2 separate regions of the Bos taurus genome follow, and region 2 is linked to region 1. A link is a contact called in public Hi-C data. All regions are on one chromosome and are shown on one strand. The core of a region is the stretch at or near the end of the contact, and the rest is flanking DNA. Distances in the headings are between cores, read along the strand shown. Region 1 holds the start of BTBD18 (BTB domain containing 18). Region 2 overlaps CTNND1 (catenin delta 1).

Evidence for each region. A called contact is a pair of places that touch in the nucleus more often than the background predicts.
Region 2: a Hi-C map of liver shows a contact between it and region 1, with 2.9 times the contacts expected there. The contact joins the enhancer-like site here to the promoter of BTBD18 in region 1. A contact is called at or near these places in 3 of 11 Hi-C or Micro-C datasets (liver, skeletal muscle and skin fibroblasts).

The regions. Positions count from the first base shown.
Region 1 is chr15:80,958,215-80,963,866 of ARS-UCD2.0, forward strand. It overlaps BTBD18 (BTB domain containing 18), which reads right to left and starts at 3,383. Exons shown (of 5, transcript XM_059875179.1): 1 at 2,488-3,383; 2 at 2,206-2,318; 3 at 1,953-2,070; 4 at 1,155-1,322. The coding sequence starts at 1,278.
Region 2 is chr15:80,998,707-81,004,358 of ARS-UCD2.0, forward strand. It overlaps CTNND1 (catenin delta 1), which reads left to right. Exons shown (of 20, transcript NM_001192402.3): 7 at 212-675; 8 at 1,828-2,011; 9 at 2,802-2,919; 10 at 3,305-3,458; 11 at 4,259-4,327; 12 at 5,219-5,346; 13 at 5,449-5,599. Among named protein-coding and RNA genes, the nearest start is that of CTNND1, 34 kb to the left of the region's middle. Within about 2 kb of position 3,540, at least 4 of the 102 cell types and tissues checked have an H3K27ac peak or open chromatin away from gene starts, as enhancers often do. A contact at or near this core is called in liver, where this site is marked.

The sequences.
Region 1 (5,652 bases), core at 2,133-4,632:
CCCATCTCCCAACCTCCTCAGGTCTGTTAAGTAGGTGCCTCTTTTGCACTCCTGTATCAGCCTATATCTACCCCAATATTATTTATTACACTGCCTCGTTATCTGAATGCATTGGTTACCGGAATATCTCCCCCTTATATGGTCTCCTTACAAGGATGGGCTTTATCTTCATATATACTATGTGCCCATGCTAGTACAGTATACTTTTTTGGTTTACTTTGAATAAAGGAATGAAACGCCACTCTTCTAAGAGAACCAACAGACAAGTCACTTAAATCACTGTCTCAACTTGCACATCTGTATAGAACTGGAACCATACAACAACGTTCTTTATATCACAAGGCTGTCGTGAAAATCAAGATGAGAAACTAAACTATACTGTATGTACTTGGTAAACTGGAGGGTGTTATACAATGTTGGTAATGAAGAAAGTGAACTGCCAAGAGACGAAGTGACTTGCTTGGCAAGACAATAGGAACACAGGGCTTCCCTGGTGGCTCAGTGGTAAAAAAATTTGCCAGCCAATGCAGGAGACACAGGTTCAGTCCCTGGTCTGGGAAGATCCCACATGCTGAGAAGCAAGTAAGCCATACTATTAAGCCTGTGCTCTCGAGCCCAGGGCCCCGTCTACTGAAGCCCGTGCACTCTAGAGCCCATGCGCCGCAACAAGAGAAGCCACTGCAAGGAGCAGCCTGCGCACTTCGATGAAGAGTCCCCACTCACCGCCACTAGAGAAAAGCCGGCGCAGCGATAAAGACCTAGCGCAGCCCAAAACGATAAATAAAAAAGAAAGCAGAAAAGTACATAATAGGACCATTAATACTTACATTCTGCTTAGTACAACATTAAAAGTACCTAAGTGTTTTACATATGTTAAACTCAATCTTCACAATCATCCCATTACCGTATTATCCACATTTTATAGAATTTCTACACTTACGAAGCTTTATAATTAATTCATTTTTTTTTAAAAGGAGTATAATCTCACTTTCACTTTTGAGAAATGTACCCGTCCTAGAAAAAGCTCTTTACCAAACAGGACTCAAAGGCAATCATTACACACTTTCCTGGTTTTGTTCTTCACTGCCTGGCCCTAAAATCATTTTCTCTTAGTCTATGGTGAGTTTTCAATTGAGTCCCTACTAGTCTCTTACCTTCTGCCTGCAGAAGGACATCACAGAACACACCACTCTTTTGCTGGTGATAAAGCTGCAGAAAAGCTAATCGGAGGAACCGGGGATTCCTGTACAGGATTTTGGGACTGGCAGGAGAGCACATGTTGATCTCTTAACAACCTTTCTGGGTTTTCATGGATCAGATTCCTGTGGGTGAAAGAACACCTTTCAGAGGCATGGTTATACCTAGTTTTTTTCTCTTTATGTTTAAAATGACAGAGAAATTTTGAAAGTAAGAGACAAAAGCATGAATTGAGGAACCATAAATCCAGGGATTGTGCCCCCAAGTGTATCTTAAGAATATCCTAGTGGTTACAGATGGGAGCTCATTGATAGCCTTAGATTTGAATCTCAGCTCTGTTACTTATTAGCTGAGCTATATAATTTCAGGCAAATTATCTAACTTCTCTGAGTCTTATTTTCTGATCTAGCTAGGAAATGAGAAGTATAATAGTCCTGTACTAACCTCATAAGGCTGTTTGAGAGATTTAATGAGTCACTTTCTACCAAACCGCTTAGCAGTGTGAGTGCCCGGCACAGAACTGGCACTACACGAGTGGAATTTCTGTTTTCCTTAAGCCTTCCTCGTTCATATCACCAGGGACTCAACTCCCGTGGTGCTGACTGCTCATATTTTTCCTGAGCACCACGTTTCTGAGTTTCATGGGTATACTTCCCACATGTAACACATTTTAACAAAACACCTATTGAGTATTAAATGATCTCTAAGAAGTCACACACGCCTTATTTTCTCCAAGCTCACTCTATCACACTAACCAGCAGAGGGTGCACAGCAGAGAAGAGAAGCTGCTGGGCTTGGTGAGGTCTCCAACCGAAATAACAAGACTGCCACCCTTGGTTCAGATGTTCTTGTCCAGAGGAAGCCTGTTTCCGCCTGGAAATTGGTACAGAATTTAGCCTTTAGGTTTGTCAATCTGGTTAACTATCTGGCTAACAGTGAAGCAAGGATGATTATGCTAGATTCTATCCCTTCCCAAGCACAAGCTGGGTATTTGGACTCCGGGCTTACTACGTTTCCAGTTTTCTGCACCGAGATCCCCACACGCTGCACAGGTGGCGTTCCTTTCCCGGCATGCAGGTTTCCGTCAGGTGGCACTGGGGCTCCAAACGGTTCACGTCAAACTATCGGGAAAGAAACGAGTGGAAAAGGTAAATTAAGAAACCGTAGGTTCAATTCCATCCCAGCCAGAGACACGGAAGTGGAGGATGGCAGCGGTTGCAAGGGCCCAAACATAGGCCCTGGGGGAGACTTCCCGACCCACCAGCACTGGGCCTCGCCCCCAGACCCAACCTGGAATAGCTCTGCGGGAGGAGATGCTCCTGCGGTCGTCTCGGTGCTTGGGTCCTCGATCCAGACTGCCTTGCTTCCTCCCACACTCCAGCCTGGCGCGGGGAGGCTTAGCAAAGCTGCACAACGTCCCGAGGTCTCCTTCCCTGTCCAGAACCAAAGGAATCGGGGTTGGCGGAGCGGGGAACGCAGGGCTTCAGGGAAGGCCCTGCAAAACGGGGCGCTCCGCAAGCTCCGGGCGCCCCGGGCCCAACTCCTTTGAAGAGAGACCTCTCGGCGCGAAGGTTTCTGGGAATGGAGCGTGGGGGTCCCGGAGGCCCGAATCCAAAGCTCGCCCTCACTGTCGCCTCCGGCCGCACGGGCTTTGCAGCCGCCCCCACAATGCCCTTGTCCTGGCGCGGGCCCCGGCACACGCGTGCACCAGGGCGGTGGTGGTGGGGGGCGCTGACAGCGAAAGCCTGAGGCCACGCAGCCAGCACCACACACCTCGCACCACACACCTCGCGCCACCGTCCTCGCGCACCACACGCACGCACGTCGCGGACCCAACGTGCTTCCTCCTCCCCCAGCCTCGCGGGTTGACGCCGGGCGAATACGTCATCCCGCATTGGCCAAGGCCCCTCAGACAGCCAATCACAGGGCGAGGGGCGCTTTGGGCGGGAAGCTAAGTCTCGAGGGACTTGGGGGCTGGGGACAAGAGGGCTCCCACGGCGCGAGACAGGGGGAAGGGCCCGCCGGGGAGGGATTCTGTAGGAGCAGGCCTCATCCTTGGCACCCGATGAAAACAAATGGAAAAGAGGCTCCAAGGAGGTGGGAGGACACCTCCGGCTTCCCGTGGAGGAGGCTGGTAATGGCCTTGGTCCTGCTAAGAGCGCCCCAGACGTAATGGAGGCGAAGGCTTACAGATGGCGCCAGTCGCACCTGGTCCCACATGTCTCTCACACTAGGTGGCTCCTGAGGCCAGGAATGTTCTGGAACAAGGTTCCTGGGCTAACTCCTGATTTCAGGTTTGTCATAGACTCCACCCCAGACCCACATCTGGGAGACCTGATGACCCGAGGTGGGGGCAGAACTCTCCATCCGGAGGGATCTCGAGTGTTGAGGTCTTTAGCGCACTTCCTGGTCAGAAACAAGCTGTTTTCAGGGGTGAGACAAAAAATAAATGATCTAGAGACCACACATTCTGAGAGCACGCCAAGCCGCGTCGGAACCGCACAGCAGTTCTCTGCCCCGTGCGTGTTAGGACCTGGGTCCCGGCTTCAGGTAGCTGCCCGGTGTCGTCCTGCGCTGGACGGAGCCGGCCAAATCCAACGCCACCGGGGACAAAGTGTGGTGCAGTCACCCGGCCGGAGGCAGGAAGGACGGTACCTGAGAGACGGGGAACCTGTCCAGGGACAAAGCGGAGAGCGGTGAATAGTACTGGGCGCTCAAGTGTGCCTTGATTGCTATCTTATATCTTTTCAAAAGGATCTGAGGTGGTTGAAATATGGGGCGGGGCATGGATTGCCAAGTCAGGTAATATTTTCCCTAGTTTGAGCTCCCTGCCCTTGAGATGAAGAAAGAAGCAAGGAACAGAATGACATTTGGGGTTGCTGTCAGACTTTGAAGAGGTAGCAGTTCGTCAAAGGACATAAAACTTAGCAGAAGGAGGACAGAATTTTAGATGCTGCCAGCGCGTCACACACACACACACACGCACGCACGCGCACACACACACATGCTGCTGCTGCTAAGTTGCTTCAGTTGTGTCCGACTCTGTGCGACCCCATAGACGGCAGCCCACCAGGCTCTGGCGTCCCCGGGATTCTCCAGGCAAGAACACTGGAGTGGGTTGCCATTTCCTTCTCCGGCACACACACATACACACACGCATACACATACACACGAAAGCAAGCAAGGGAAAAAGACGGAATACTTGTTTGCAGCATCTGTTACTGTGGAAATGGAGCCTTGACTCGTCAGGTGCAGTGCCGCCGTAGGTGAATCTATAGCGTTTGTCAAGAAAATATAAATATTGCGTCCTCTCAGAAATATATTGTTATCAGGACTAGACTAATTTTCAAGAGGTAGAGAGGACTCACTTCTTTGTTTGTTTGTTTTAAATGCAACAACAGTTTAGTTAAATCTTGTGTTAGTCGATTTTATAAAGGGAATGAAAAATGGCCATCCTACCCAAGGCTTCAAAAATGGCAAACTTAGGATGGTAATGTGTTGCCATCAGAGCAGAGAAAGAAGTAAAAATGTTTTGTTTTCCTTTGTATGAGTAGACTTTTTTTTTTTTTTGGAGTTGGATTTTAAAAAATTTCTTCTCTTTGGCATTTATAGTTTTAGGCTGTTTTAGAAGTAAAGTCATCACAGCACAATGCTCTGCTCTATATAATAATTTTAACATTTCTTTTTTAAGTACAGTTTTATTTCATAGTTCAGTTTATGATATCTTTTCTTTGTGTGTATGTGATGATGGTTGTGGGTGGAGAAGTTAAACTTTGAGAGTTGTAAAATGCGTACTGAATGTAGTCTTCCATGCATTAAAAACAAAATGAAGAACAGAAAGAAAAAAAGAAAGGGGGAGAAAAGGCTCCAATAAAAACAGCCCTTTTTCTCTGAACACAGCCACTGATTTCTCTCCATTTTTACTGCTACTTCTGCAGTCAGCTGCATATCCCTGCAACTTGACTTTCAAACGGATTTCCTTGCTTTCACTCTTCCCTCTACTTTAATCCATTTGTCACATAAGCAGCCAGACCTTTTCAAAATGTTGGTTGGATTATGTCATTCTGCTGTTTAAAATTTCCACAGGCTTTCTTTCACCTAGAATAAAATCAAAACTCCTTTCTCTAACCTATAGATGCCTTTATACTCTGATTCCCACCTATACCTCCCTCATTTCCAGCATGTTCTGCTGGATCCAGTATATTTCAGCCCCACACTTTAGGGCTTTGGCATTAGTAATTACCATTGTTCATATTTTCTCAAGGTTGGCTGCTTCTTACCATTCAGATTTTCCCTTAAATGTCACTTGTGCAGAGAGTTTGTCCCTGACATCCAATCTAGAACAAGCCGCAAGTCCTTCTCGTCAGTCTGTTTGATCTCTGCATAGTGTTCCATCTGACATCTTATTTGTTCACCTGCAATTTCCCCTGACCCAGCTAGACTGTAAACTTATTG
Region 2 (5,652 bases), core at 2,290-4,789, 41 kb after region 1:
ATCTAATCGCAGATGCCTGTAAAATTATTGTCTTATCTCTTTAAGAAAAATCGATCAGTATATTCTTTATGCAAAGGAGACATGAGATCTAGTATACTAGAGCTGGGGTTCTTCCTTCCTTGAAGATGAGGGGTAATGAGAGCTCTCCAAAGAACCATGCATGACACCTCGGTGTATTCTTTTTTCTCTCTTGGTCCTTCTGACACCGCAGGAGCTATGAAGACATGATTGGTGAGGAGGTGCCATCAGACCAGTACTACTGGGCGCCTCTGGCCCAGCACGAACGAGGGAGTCTGGCAAGCTTGGACAGCCTGCGCAAGGGCGGGCCCCCGCCCCCCAACTGGAGACAGCCGGAGCTGCCCGAGGTGATCGCCATGCTGGGGTTCCGCCTGGACGCCGTCAAGTCCAACGCGGCTGCGTACCTGCAGCACTTGTGCTACCGCAACGACAAGGTGAAGACGGACGTCCGGAAGCTCAAGGGCGTCCCAGTGCTGGTGGGATTGTTAGACCACCCCAAAAAGGAGGTGCACCTTGGAGCCTGTGGCGCTCTCAAGAATATCTCTTTTGGGCGTGACCAGGAGAACAAGATCGCTATAAAAAACTGTGACGGTGTTCCTGCTCTCGTGCGATTGCTCCGAAAGGCCCGTGACATGGACCTCACTGAAGTGATTACTGGTGAGTTCCAGGCCCGAGGGGGAGCCTCTAGGTTTAGGGTCGGAGATTGTGCAAGGTTTTCCAGATTTTAAACGCCAGAGTGGGTTGCCATTCGTTTCTCCAGGTGATCTTCCTGACCCAGGGATTGCACTTGGGTCTCCTATACTGCAGGCAGATTCTTTACTGTCTGAGCCACCAGGGAAGTCTGATTTTAAAGCATTGTTTGCTAATGTGTTAAACGCAGAAGACTTCCCTTAAAATTCCAGATCCTTGGCTCCTGTTTTAAACTCACAGGAGCTGGTGACGGCGGACCTGTGTCACTGCCCAGTAGTCGTTCTGAGGTGACTGGGGCGTGTTCCGCTAGCCTGTGTGGATCACAGTCAGCAGCCCAGGAGAAAGAAAGGAAGAGAAACAGCACAGATGATCATTCTCAGTCGGGGCGAGCTTGCCCCCAGAGGACATTGCAGTGTGTGCAGTGTGTGCATTGTCAGAACCTGGGGCTTTGGGGGTTGGGACAGAGTGCCATCGGTGTCTGATGAGTGAAGGCCTGCTGCTGCTGTGCTGCTGCTAAGTCGCATCAGTCGTGTCCAACTCTGTGCGACCCCATAGACGGCGGCACACCAGGCTCCCCCGTCCCTGGGATTCTCCAGGCAAGAACACTGGAGTGGGTTGCCATTTCCGTCTCCAATGCATGAAAGTGAAAAGTGAAGGTGAAGTCGCTCAGTCGTGTCCAACTCCTAGCGACCCCATGGACTGCAGCCTACCAGGCTCCTCCGTCCATGGGATTTTCCAGGCGAGAGTACTGGAGTGGGGTGCCATTGCCTTCTCCTGACATTTACTCATTTAATGATGGGCGGGATAGCTCTCCACAACAAAAATTATCTGGCCCAAAATGTCAGTGCTGGTGAGATTAACAAATGGGTATAGCGGGCCCAGAAAGTATTGCTTATAGTAATTATTGTTTTAGAAACCTTACTTCATGATGTGTATGTTTGTATTGAGCCATAATGTAAAACACGTTGTCATGAGTAACAAACTAAAGCTTGAATATTGTTACAAGGTATTTGGTCATTGGGGAAGACTGAGAAATGCTGGGAAAGGGGCTTCTCTTTGGCATTCTTCAGACGTACTGTCTTGGTGCTGGAGAACTGTCTGATGAGTGGTCTCTGCCAGGAACCCTGTGGAATCTCTCATCCCATGACTCCATAAAAATGGAGATCGTGGACCACGCGCTGCACGCCTTAACGGATGAAGTGATCATTCCCCATTCGGGGTGGGAGCGGGAACCTAGCGAAGACTGTAAGCCACGCCACGTCGAGTGGGAGTCCGTGCTCACCAATACCGCCGGCTGCCTCAGGTAACAGAGGGGCTGGGAGCGTGGGAGGACTGGGCTTCTAAAGACTGAAACTGCTTTGGAAGCACGTTAAATCCCGTAGTCTGTCGTTTAGGCTCCGTGCCGGTCTGTGTTGCGTCCATGACCCTGTCCTGTGCGTCTGCCCATTGCTACCCCCTGGCATACTGTATGCTTTACTTGCGGTTCCCACACATCTTCCTCACTTCTGTGCCTCTTTGACTTTGTTAATATAATTTGTTCAAAACCAACGGTGTAAGGCCGTTGTCTAGTCCTGGGCTTGTGTGTGTCTGTGCCTTTAATTGTGTTTCAAGTCAGACTGCGATACATGCAGCACATGGGTGCAGCATACTGGAAGGACAGAGTGGGCAGAGCCCTTCCCTGTCTGCAGGGCGCAGCTGCTTGTTTCTGTTTTGAGGCCAGACTCAGGTGTTTGTCTTCCAGAACGTTCTCCCGAGTTCTCTGTCTTGTGTCCTATAAGCTGCAGTGTGTTCTCTCTTCGGGACATGTGCCTGTGTGCCCTGCCGCCACTCGACATTTGCGCTTGCCCACGAGCAGCGTCTGTTCTGTCTGACGTTGTTGCTGTTGGTCTGCTCCATCTATGTGCCCACCCCTGGCCTGGTCATAAGTGTCCTGAAAGCAGGAACGTCCGCTCTCCGTCAGCTTTAGTGCCTCCCCTAACAGATACTCTTTGTTTGTGACCGCGGAAAGGCAGTAAGGAGGCTTGCAGGGCCTAGGGGTACTAAGAGAGGCTTTCTGGAGTTCAGGCATCTCGAAGCTTCCCCTTTCCCCTCAGGAATGTCAGCTCGGAGAGGAGTGAAGCACGCCGGAAACTTCGGGAGTGCGATGGGTTGGTGGATGCTCTCATTTTCATTGTCCAGGCTGAGATTGGACAGAAAGATTCGGATAGCAAGGTAGGTCAGGTACCCGTAAGACAGACCTATCATCTCAGGCTTTCAAATAACGTTAGATACCTGTACCGGCCCCCACCTTAGAGGAAAACTGTTTGCTTTGGAATTTCCTCTACCTACATATTTTAGAGCTGTTTAGCCATACTTCCATTTTTTTCTAATTAGGAAAAAGTCAATGTGACGTTGAGTTTTATGTTGCACACCAAATGGTAGCATAAACCTTTATTAGCCTGAGGCTGAAAGAATCTGAGAAGCTTGGGGGCACTTAAGAGGCATTATGGGAGATAATGAGTGGGGCTGTGCTTTTGAGGCTCATCGTGGAAACCTGTGCGTGCTGGAAGGTCCCCTGTCGTTCTCTCTCACTGGGCCTTTTCTTTGTGACCCCAAGCTTGTCGAGAACTGCGTCTGCCTCCTTCGGAACCTGTCCTATCAAGTTCACCGGGAGATCCCGCAAGCAGAGCGCTACCAGGAGGCGCCTCCCAGCGTCGCCAACAGTACCGGGCCGCATGCTGCCAGCTGCTTTGGGGCCAAGAAAGGCAAAGGTGAGGCTTGCTTCCCGCTCCCCCGCTCGTTCGTGCAGGACGGGGAGAGGAAGCTGTCTGGCTGTGCGTGTGGAACGCGTGCTGAGCAGTGCTGGAGTCTGCCCAGTCGGGGATGTCCCCTGTGCCGTGTGCTTCACGCTGGTGCTGGTGGTGGTGGTGTCAGGATCAATAGTTGGGCAGTGAAGGCTGAGAGCCAGCTGACCTGGGGCCTTCTCCCCCTCCTCCTCTGTTTCCTGTGTTTGTCTTTTCCTCTGTGCTTCCCTGCTTGTTTTCCCGTGATCCTGTTGACAACTCTCTCCTGCGTTTTTCTTCCTTCATTTCTCTCCTCTCCTTTCCACCTTGGGTGACGCGCTGGAAGATGAGTGGTTCTCCAGAGGTGAGTGGAATCTTTTAAGCGGCTTACCTACCTCTAATTTGCATGTTTGGGTTTTAGCGTTCTTGGCATTTCCTTGCCTAACCCTTCCCTGTGGATGCATGTAGGAAAATTCATTGGAGGAAGGCCGCTGAGCCTGGTCGCGCTCTTCTGAGCGAGCGGCTCCCGGCACCTGTTTCTGGGCAGCAGCCCCTGTTCCCGGCACGGAGGACAGCAGCAGCACTAGCTGCCATCCTTAGCTCACCCGGCTGCTGCGCGTGTTCTGCTCTTGGGGATCCTGTCTTGGTTTCTTTGTTGTTTTGTCTTATGCCCCTCTTGATGCATCTCTGATGGGAACATTCTGACTGAAGAATAAAGAATATACTGAGTGGACTCTTCCTTTCTTAAACTTCCTTCTCCCCCCACTTTCTTTTTTAAATTTCCAAAGGGAAAAAACCCACAGAGGATCCAACAAACGATACAGTGGACTTCCCTAAAAGAACTAGTCCTGCTCGAGGTACGTTATCTTACTCTTCTCAGGCTCCATGGTTCTCGTAAACATCGTCCACGCATGAACTGTTTGGCAGCCTACCACTAGGTTATACAGTGTGTTCACTGTCCTGTCCCCCCGACTTAAGGAATTTGAAGTGGTGATTAAAGTATTTGGAAATTTGAAATATTATAACTGACTTTCAAAGGACTTCTTGTCATGGCAGTTATTCAGATTACTTGAGGGTAAGGACTTGATGGTAGTCTAGACCAGGAACTTTTTATGTTCATCAATATGGTGAGTCCAAAATTCACAGCTCTCCGTGGATATTAAAATTTAGATGTTGTTAAATCTATGAGAGACCCTTTGGCTTAATCATAGTTAGGGTGAGCAGGATGACTCACTTAAGTTAGAGATAATTCATTTGAGATGCTGCTGCTGCTAAGTCGCTTCAGTTGTGTCTGACTCTGTGCCACCCCATAGATGGCAGCCCACCAGGCTCCGCCATCCCTGAGATTCTCCAGGCAAGAACACTGGAGTGGGTTGCCATTTCCTTCTCCATCATTTGAGATGAGAAATCTTTAACTCTTCAGTGCCGTTGATGAGTAAGTGAAGCCCTTGAGAGCTGGGCATGGCCAGAGTAAACTGTGGCTAGAAAAGAGACTAGGAAGGAGAGAGAGGAATTGCATATGAGTTGATACATGTCCTGCTTTTGACATGGACGAATTATTCTTGAGGAGGCATGTAGTCAAATCTGACTTTGCTCTTGGGTTGGGGGAAGGTGTTTAGAGAGCCTGCTTGTATAGGGACATAAACCCATCAACCCAGAGTCAACCCTAACACTGGTCTGTAGTCAGCCAGAGCCTGCTCTGTAGGCACTGCTAAGCACCCTCTGCTTTCTTGCCCTTTCTTGTGCAGGTTATGAGCTTTTATTTCAGCCGGAGGTGGTTCGGATATACATCTCACTCCTCAAAGAGAGCAAGAATCCCGCCATCCTAGAAGCGTCAGCTGGGGCCATCCAGAACTTGTGTGCTGGGCGCTGGACGGTGAGACCCTTGTATAAGATGCATTTGGGGATGGAAGGACTTAGCTTACTCTTTTGCTATCGTTTGTAATCTGTTCTGCTTCTTTCCATGTGCTCCTTGTAGTATGGTCGATACATCCGCTCAGCTCTGCGTCAAGAGAAAGCTCTTTCCGCCATTGCTGACCTCCTGACCAATGAACACGAGCGGGTTGTGAAAGCTGCATCTGGAGCCCTGAGAAACCTTGCTGTGGATGCGCGCAACAAAGAGTTGATTGGTAAGGAGCTGGCTGTTAGCCGCCACCTCAGCATCTGCTACCGCACCTTCTAT